2 separate regions of the Rattus norvegicus genome follow, and region 2 is linked to region 1. The links are chromatin contacts, called in public Hi-C maps. All regions are on one chromosome and are shown on one strand. The core of a region is the stretch at or near the end of the contact, and the rest is flanking DNA. Distances in the headings are between cores, read along the strand shown. Region 1 has its middle 120 kb from the start of Rpl39l2. Region 2 holds the start of Tmem164 (transmembrane protein 164).

What was found. A called contact is a pair of places that touch in the nucleus more often than the background predicts.
Region 2: a Hi-C map of Schwann cells shows a contact between it and region 1, with 5 times the contacts expected there. The contact joins the promoter of Tmem164 here to the enhancer-like site in region 1. A contact is called at or near these places in 2 of 12 Hi-C or Micro-C datasets (Schwann cells and kidney).

The regions. Positions count from the first base shown.
Region 1 is chrX:110,960,646-110,965,240 of GRCr8, forward strand. No RefSeq gene overlaps it. Among named protein-coding and RNA genes, the nearest start is that of Rpl39l2, 120 kb to the left of the region's middle. Within about 2 kb of position 2,201, at least 1 of the 93 cell types and tissues checked has an H3K27ac peak or open chromatin away from gene starts, as enhancers often do. A contact at or near this core is called in Schwann cells, where this site is marked.
Region 2 is chrX:111,083,539-111,088,133 of GRCr8, forward strand. Tmem164 (transmembrane protein 164) reads left to right here and starts at 2,642. Exons shown (of 7, transcript NM_001109014.1): 1 at 2,642-2,707; 2 at 3,075-3,734. The coding sequence starts at 3,348.

The sequences.
Region 1 (4,595 bases), core at 951-3,450:
TCACCAAAATACCACAAAAACAGTCTCAAGGTCACATGTTGAAATTCTCCAGTGAAACCTCTTGGGCCAGGTCCACACAATTCAAATCACTCTCAGTAACAAAGTCTTCCATATTCCTCCTAGCATAGCCCATTAAACCCCATTTAAAGCATGCCACTGCTTTTCAAATCCAAAGTACCCAAATCCACATTCTTTCATACTAAAGCAGTTCAGGTCTATCACAGCAATACTCTACTCCCGGTACCACCTTCTGTTTTAGGGTTTTACTGCTGTGAACAGTGAACGGACACCATGACCAAGATAAGTCTTATATGGGCAACATAATTGGGGCTGGTTACAGGTTCAGAGGTTCAGTCCATTATCATCAAGGTGAGAACATGGCAGCATCCAGGAAGGCATGGTGTAGGAGGGGCTGAGACTACTTCTGCATCTTCATGTGAAGGCTGCTAGGTACTTAGCTTTAATCCCAGCACTAGGAAGACAGAAGATGGATCTCTGTGAGTTCAAATTCAGCTTGGTCTACATATTGAGTTCCTGGATAACCAGGGCTACATAGAGAGATTCTGTCTCAAAATCCCAAACAAACAAAATCCAAGAAGTTATATGGCTCTGAAAGTTGATCTCTGGTCTCCACTCATGTAAGCGTGTACTTATACACATCTGTGCAGCCACAAATATCCACACAAAGATCTCAGATATAAACCCTAATAACCCAAATCACAAATCTACAAACTGTATAAAGAGACTTATGATCTTCTTTCTACTGTCTTCTTAATGTTTATACTACAACTATGCACAACCATACTGGTTTCTACAACATATACATCTTAATTAGGTAATACATTTTATTTTGTGAAATACAACATTGTAGTGTCACTGGGTGTTATTCTGTATTTCAAAATATTAGCTGCATGAGGAAGTGACTATATCAGTTACTATTGCTGTGAAGACAACTATAAATGTGTGTGCTTAATTGGAGGCTTGCTTACAATTGCCTGACCACTGTGGTAGAGAGTGTGGCAGAAAGACATGGTGCTGGAGCAATAGTGGGAAGAGTAGCCTGAACAGTGTTTACAGCCTGATCTACAGAGAAAGAGAGAGCAAGACTGGCTCTAGTGTGGGCTTTTGAAACCTCAAAGCTGATCCCCCAGTGACACACCTTCTTCCAATAAGGCCAAATCCTCCCCAAACAGTTCTACCAACTGGGAACCAAACATTCATATACATGAGCCTGTGGGAGCCATACTCATTCAAACCACCGCAATGACTATCACTTAAAATGCACTGACTTGGGTGCTTTGAAGCTGTGACTTGGAAACTGAGATGGGGATGATTTGAGATCCATCCCTCCTTAGACAGCAATTTCTTTACAAAATCGTACAGTTTTCCTATTATCTTAGTGTGGCTTCCCAGAAAAAAAAAAATGATTCCAGGTAGTCACTTACGTGGGTAGTCCCTTACACTGTCATAGTGAAAAGTCTCTTGGGATCCCTGTCAAAAGAATCTTCACAATTTCCAAATTTGCCCATGCAGCTGAGGTCTGAGAAGTCATATATGAAGTGTACATTTCCATAAGTTTGCTTCAACACAGAGCAATGCCAGACGGATTCACACACATTGCTTGGCTGTGTTCTAAGGTGGTCAATACAGTGTTGCTTATACACTTCAACAACTAGTACTTTGGATTTATTAGGGTGCAGAGGATGAAGGTTCAACCCAACTTTCTTTTAACAATTGCACTGTATTTTCTCAGGCTGGAAGTCTTGCCATCCTGTGTGTGCCACTAGAGGGCCCATCGTTCAAAATTAATTCCTTCCTTCTCCAAATGGCTTATGAAACAAGGCTAATATTGTCATGTACATATTGCCATCATGATTTTTAGACACAGCACAGCACACCACTGGACATTCTGAATATTTTTCTTTGATTTATCCTACCTCTTCTAACATCTATCAACATAAATCAGAGGTTTCTTGAGATCATGAGGGAAGGGGAAAAGAATGGTATATCTGTTTCTTTTCTTATTGCCGTGACCAAATGCCTAATGAGAAGTGAAGCTTGTTTTGAGCTGTGGTCTGAGAGGCTACATAGTCCATCATGTCACAAAAAGAATGTTAGCAGTCGCTCTGTGGCAGAGGGTTATCTGTCACACTGCAGTGTTTACATCTCACCAGAACAGAACACGGAGAGAGGGAGAAAGGGTCAGACTCGAAATCTCAAAGCTCACCCCACTCAGTGACTCACTTCTGGCAGCTAGGCACCACTTTAAAGGCTCTACAAGCTTCCAAAACAGCACCACCAGCTGGGGTAAAAATATTCTAACACATGAGCCTGTGGGAAGCACGGCACATTCAACCCATACCAGAAGGGAAGGAGAGACTGTTAAAGAGCCTATAGAAATTTTAGAGGAGTGAAGGAAACAGTGGTTAAATTGTGGAGGTTACTTAACTGGTGAATACGTGTTAAGAAGTTGTATACTTTAAATATGTAATTACATTACATTATAGTAAATTTGCTGTTTAAAAATGGCTTGCCTTTTTTTTTTATCATGTCAAGCCAGGAGAGGAAGAGAGGAAGAGAGAGAGAGAGAGAGAGAGAGAGAGAGAGAGAGAGAGAGAGAGAGAGAGAGAATGGCTTGCCTTTTAACTTAAATATGCCCCCTTTCTTGTTTGGTTTTTGTTTGTTTATATGTTCATAGAGTATCAATATATAGCCATAGCTGTTATAAAACTCATGATCCTCCTGCCTCAGCATCCAGAGTATATATGTTACAAGTATGTGCTACCCCATACACAAAAATATACCTGTTTTAGAAGTCCACAGGAAGATAAGGGAAGGAAAAAAGAAATAGATGTACATAGATGAAAAAGATAAAAATAGCCCCAGAAAGAAGGAGATTGCCTAAGGAGAAATGAAAAAAAAAGATAGGTCTGGAGCTGATGACCAGAAGTTATGGGACAGTGGCTATTTTTTATATAGTAGACAGAAAGAGGGAAGGCACAGGTAAAAGTGAAAGGATCCTAAAACAGAGAGGGAAAAGCGAAACCAGACACAGGGAGAGGAAGACATTGAGTCTCAAGGATGGAGAATAAATGTGAGGCATGTTCTAGAAATTCTGCTGCAACAAAATTATATTAGATGGAGGATGCAAATGAGTCATGGAAGCCAGAGACAGAAAAACAGGCAGAGGCTAAGGAAGATGAGTAGAAGTGGGAGTGAGAGGAGAGGAGGAGGGTAAAGATTTGTGATTAGATGCGTTTGGCTGTCTCACCTGGCTCAATCCTCTTCTCTTTTTGGCCTTTAAAAACACAGAAAGAGGGCCAGAGAGATGGCTCAGCAGTTAAGAGCACTGGTTATTCTTTCAGAGGTCCTGACTTCAATCACAAGCAACCACCTGGTGGCTCACAACCATCTGTAATGGGAGCCAAAGTACTTTTTAGATGTGCAGAAGTACATGAGTACAGAGTACTCACATGCATAAATAAACAAAATAAAAACATAGAAAGGAAAGGAGGGAGAAAGAGAGGGAAGGAGGGAGGAAGAGAGGGAGGGAGGGAGGGAAGGAGGGAGGGAGAGAGCAAGCATAGACCTGTGAGGGGACTCAGTGTCAAACCTGACATTCCTAGTTCAATCCCTGAGATCTACAAAATGAAGAAAAGAATGGACTTTCATGAGTTGTCTGTTTCCTGACCTCCACAGTGTGTATTCCACCTCCATTCACGTGTGTATAATAATCAAAAGAAAAATCTTTGCTTAATAACCAAGTCCCAAATTCTAATCCATAGAGCACCCATAGAGCAGACATCCAGTGTTATATTTGTGTCCTTTGTTACTACAGGTGCTTTAGGATTTCAGAAATCCTAAATTTCAAAACCTAAACCAAACATAGCAAGTCAGATCCAGGGCAATACATTAACATCAGATTAACATCAGATATTAATATTTCCTGTGAAGTGAATGATTTCTTGCATGGGATATATGAACAGGATGTGTAGCCTCAGGGAAATTCTGATTAAGTTTGGCATGGTCTCCAAAGATTTTTTTTATTCGAGCTGAACATGGTGGTGCACATCTTTATCTCAGGACTCAGGAGGCATAGGCAGCTATATCTCTGTGAGTTCAAGGCCATCCTGTCTATATATAGAATTCCAAGCCAACAAGACCTGCCTCACCCATGTCTCAAAAAGAACATTTTTATACTAGTTCCTTCAAATGTTCTTGGCTTCCACAATCTGTGCATACAGCTTATGTCTCACTTTTGAAGTAAAGTCATGGGATCATGGCTTCTGTCTTTTGACTGTTGATACATTTTTGTATGTGTGTTTCAAATATGCATTTTAGAAGCACTTGCATTGCTTAGGACTGTGCCCTTTCTGGGAGGACACATGGCACAGAACTGGGTTTGTGGCAGGCTTCCAAACACCTGCTGAACTGAATCAACTTGATCTAGCCCTCCCACACTCATTATTTGTTAATCTTTTCTTCAAAAAAAGCAGCAGATGCTCCTCTGGCTGGGGAAGTTAATCTGGCTATGAATATAAAGAAGAGTTAGACTAGAATACCAGTTGTACCTAGGGAAAATCCATCCCTTCATT
Region 2 (4,595 bases), core at 1,392-3,891, 120 kb after region 1:
GTATGTTTGTGTACCACATGTGTGACCACAGTGACCCTGGTGATTACAGAGGCCAGAAGAGGATGTCAGATCCTCTGGAACTGGAGATACCGAAGGTCATAAGCCATCATATGGATGCTAGGTATTGAGCTCAGATCTTTTTCAAAAATAGCAAATACTGCTAACCACTGAGCCCTTTGTCCAGCCCAAAATGTACATTTAAAAAAACATCTGGTGAGGTTGTAAACAGATGGTTCAGCAGTTAAAAGCACTGGCAGAGGATCCAGGCATGATTCCTCACAACAATATGGTGACTCCCAAAATCTCCCTGTGGGGACCAGGGATGCAAGTGGTGCACAGACATGCATGCAGTCAAAAGTCTCATGCACATATATAATACAAAATAAATTAATAAAAAAGAAGAAAACTCACTTCATCTACCTATAAAAACAAGAAAAAGAGAAAGAAAAGAAAATGGAATTTATGGTTTAGGTCAGGAAGTTGGCCTGGTTCCAGTTATTAAAGACAGCCATTTTGCACACACAGAAGTGGCTAGGCCAAGTTCCCTACTGAAGGTCAGCTTGGAAATGAGAGAGATGAATGAAGCCATCACTGAGAGTTATATTGTCATTCTTACTTCTTTGAAGATAGGAACTTGAGGCCTCCAGATGTTACATTTCTGTGCTAGGAGCTTCGTTGCTTTGTTCTTTGGTCATATTGCTGAGATTAAGCAAAACACCTAAGGAGAGCCAATTGAGAGCTTCTGAACACATTCTTGTTTGTTGCCATTCTTTTTTAATTAGCCTCTTGACAAACATCCTGCCTAGGGTGGATGCTTCACAAAGCTTGAAGTCACACAAGCTTGTCTGGCTGCATTTGTTAGGTTGCAAAGGATCGGACAGTATTGGCCTGAAAATACACTAGACTGGATTTTACATTTTAAGACTGGCATAGAGCCAACATCTGAAAGTGTTTCCTAAGCAAGGTGCCCAACTGTGGTTTTTCTGGATATTCCTCTAACTTACGTGAATCTCCAATAAATATTAAACCGATATGAGGTACATTCTGAGTAGTTCTTTCCTTAATTACTAGTCCTTAGAAGAGCCAGTCCAGACACTAGGTAGAAAGCGGCAGAGAAGAGGGGCCCCCTGGACCCAGCTAGCACTCACTGGCTGTTCTATCCAAGGCGGGGCTAGGAAGCAGCTGCTCTTTCTCTTTGTGGGGTGGGGAGGGAAAGAGGTCAGGAGTAGCTTCTTTTCCTCCAGCTAGTCTATCACTGAAGGCGCGCTGTTGTCGGAAGGGGGGCGGGGAGGGAGATCGACGGAAGGAGCCAGCGAGGATTGTGTAGCAGGAGAGAGAAAAGCATAAGAGCTGAGTTAGATGGTGTCTGAGGAGAAGCCCCCAATTTAGGGGGCTGAAGAAGAAAGTGAGGCTGGGACAAGAAGGGTGAGAGATACTTTTCTGGTCTTTTATGAGTCTCCCATTTCAAGGCCGAAAGGGAGGAAGCAGGAAGTCCATACTCAGCACACTCCCCAAGCTAAAGCCTGTCCAGTAGTTTCACAGTGTTACTCCTAGAAGTTAGTGAGGGCGAGCGGATTGCCCAGTATGTGGTCAGGTATGCAAAGCAGTGGTCAGAGAACTGGGTCGCCGGAGGACTTAGTCCACCAGGCTTAGGCAGGGAGGCGGATTCAGTCACAGTGGCGAAGGAGCAAAACTGTACATGAGTGCACGCTCCGAGTGCAGAAGACCAGGCGGGGAGGAGGAAAGAGGCGGGGATGGGGCCTCGGGAGGGTAGCCGGGTGGAGAGGGGGGAAGTGGAGGAAGCAGGGCAGGAGGTGGACGGCGAGGACGAAGTGGGGGTAGGCTGTGGAGGGAAGGCTGCGAGGCGGGGCAGTGGTGGCTTGAGGACGTGTGTGTGTGTGTGTGTGTGTGTGTGTGTGTGTGTGTGTGTGTGTGTGTGTGTGTGTGTATGTAGGGGGTGAAGTAGACGGGAGGTGTGTGTGTGTGTGTGTGTGTGTGTGTGTGTGTAAGAAGGGGGGCGAAGTGTGTGTGTGTGTGTGTGTGTGTGTGTGTGTGTGTGTGTAAGAAGGGGGGCGAAGTGGACGGGAGGAGGGCCGAAGGTGGAGGGAGTTGGCGACGAGGGGGTGGAGAGAGGGAGGGGAAACCGGAGGAAGCGAGCGGCGGCTGCTGGGGGAGGAAGGCAAGGAGGAGGAGCCGTGAGCGGCGGCGCTGGCGGCTGCTGCTGCTGCGGCCGCCTGGGGAGCCCAGCCGAGTGCCGCCTGGGGCTGCAGGGAGTGCGGGGAGACAGAGAGTTCGGTGGAGCCCGGGCGGCGGAGCTGTGCGGCGGGTGAGTGGAACCCCAAGGGGACAAGACGGCCGGTCCTTGGGGGCCAGGCAAGGAGGAGCGGGAAGATGCAGCGGTGGTGGTGGGGCGGAGGGTGGCGGCCCCATGGCCCGGCCCCTGGATGGCCCCGGGTCCCCGCCCTCCCTCTCGGCTTCCTCCCGCCGCCCGCCTGCGCCTGGGGGGCTGGTCCCGGGCGGGCGGAGGGCTGAGGGTGGCGCTGGCCCGGAGGGCGGGCGAGAGGGGCCGGGGGGGTGGAGCTGGGGATTCGGGGGTGTACCCAGGGGCGGGAGGCTGGACCGGGACTGCTCTAAATTGGCTGGAGAGGGGGCCCCGTCGGCGGCGAAGTTGCTAGCTGGGGGCAGAGACGGCCACGCGGTTGCAGGAGTAAGACATCCCCCCCACCTCTTTCGTGGAGTGGCTGAGACGAGGAGTCCGGCGTCCCTGCCCTCCCCGTCGCCCTCCCCGCCTGCCCGGCCCTGCTAGCTCCCCTCCTAGCCCTGCTAGCTCCTCTCCTAGCCTCCGCGTGTCCCCTCTCTCTCACCCCCTTCTGCCTCCCGCTTGGCTCCCTCGGCAGTGCCGGGCCCCCTAGGTCCCAGTCCTGACCCTCTTGGCCTCCAACTTCCCTCGACCCGTGCTTGCTTGGCCACCACTCCCGTTCCCCTTTTCTTCCCTCGCTAGTTACCCCTCCCCGCTTCGTTAATTCCCGTGCAATTGCCTCTTTGAGACCTTTTTTTCCTCTCCTTCCTTTTAGATTGGCCAACGGCTCCTTTCAACCCTGCCTCGTTGGTGGCCACTGGAGAAGCGCGGGGGGCTCCCCAGACAGCCGTGGGGACAAGTTAGAGCCAGCACTTTACCCCGGGCCTCGCGTGTAGCTTTCCCTCCCCTGTTCTAGGTGCCCCAGTGTCCAGAGGGGGGGTGCGGGTGTGCCCTCCTTACATGTTCCACCGCCCGGGCAACCCTTCTGTCTCGTGTTCCATCTCGCTCTTGCTTCCTGTACCGTAGTCAAGTGGAGCCACTTTGCATCATGTCCCGGTATAGCTACCAAAGTCTCCTGGACTGGCTCTATGGGGGCGTCGACCCCAGTTTTGCAGGCAATGGGGGCCCCGACTGTGCTGCCTTCCTGTCTTGGCAGCAGCGGCTGCTGGAAAGTGTGGTGGTCCTGACCCTGGCCCTGTTGGAGATCCTGGTGGCCCTGCGGCACATCCTGAGGCAGAAGGAGGACGGTAGGGGTGGCCGTAGCAGCCAGCCACAGCAGGTGACCCAGCGGCCAGAGGAAGGCAAGGAGAGCCTGAGCAAGAATCTGCTCTTAGTAGCCCTGTGCCTGATCTTCGGGGTGGAGGTGGGCTTTAAGTTCGCCACCAAGACCGTCATCTACCTGCTCAACCCTTGTCACCTGGTCACCATGATGCATGTGAGTCTGTTGACTTTTTCCTGGGCAGCCTAAGTGATAAGTCATTTGCGTGCTCGGGACACTGTAGTGTAGAGCACTTCGTTCCCGTGGGAAGTGGGACCCTTAAACATGATTTTCCAACCAGCATCTGCCTTTGTGCTCATAACTTCGGCGTGGCGCAACGGGTCAGCCCTACAGTGGCGGTGAGAAACACTAGAAATGACTTGCACTCAGAGTCCCATGCCCCTCCCTCTCAGCTCTGCTGGGGCCTGGCCTTTTCACCAGCCGGAAGTCCAGCCCCAGCTAGGTGACCATTCAGAATCACGTCTGTGGCACATGTCCAGGTACTCATGCCTTTTGTAGTAATTTCCCAAGGAGCCTGGTGGCAGGCTTTCCTGGAGGTGGACACACAAGCTTTCTTGTCTCCACTGTGGTACATTGGGGAAATAATTTTAGGGGTTTCTCTTAATGACACTTTCATTTGGGAGTGAATGCTCTCAGGGTGAGATCACCTTTTGGGTTGTGAGACACTTGAGTAACCCAAAGCTCCTAAGATCCCAGGTTGGAGATCTCCATCCTATGTGAGAGGGTATTTACTTTTTTCAGATCTCTCCTCCATCTTGCCACTAGGAGTGTCTGTCCTATGGTCATGCTCCAAGGGAGCTCAAGAGAGCTGTTTTCTTTTGCTTTCCTGATCTCTACCCATTAGCTATGCTAAGGCAAACAAATGGGATTGATAGGGGAAATTACCAGCTAGGTACCAGTAATCGTCTGTGAGGACCCAAGAGGGAGATTTTCTTTACTCAGCCTGCTCCAGGATGGTCTGAAGCTATAAATTCATGGAGCATGAGGAGAAAAGGAAGAAAGGGAAGGCAATCAGGT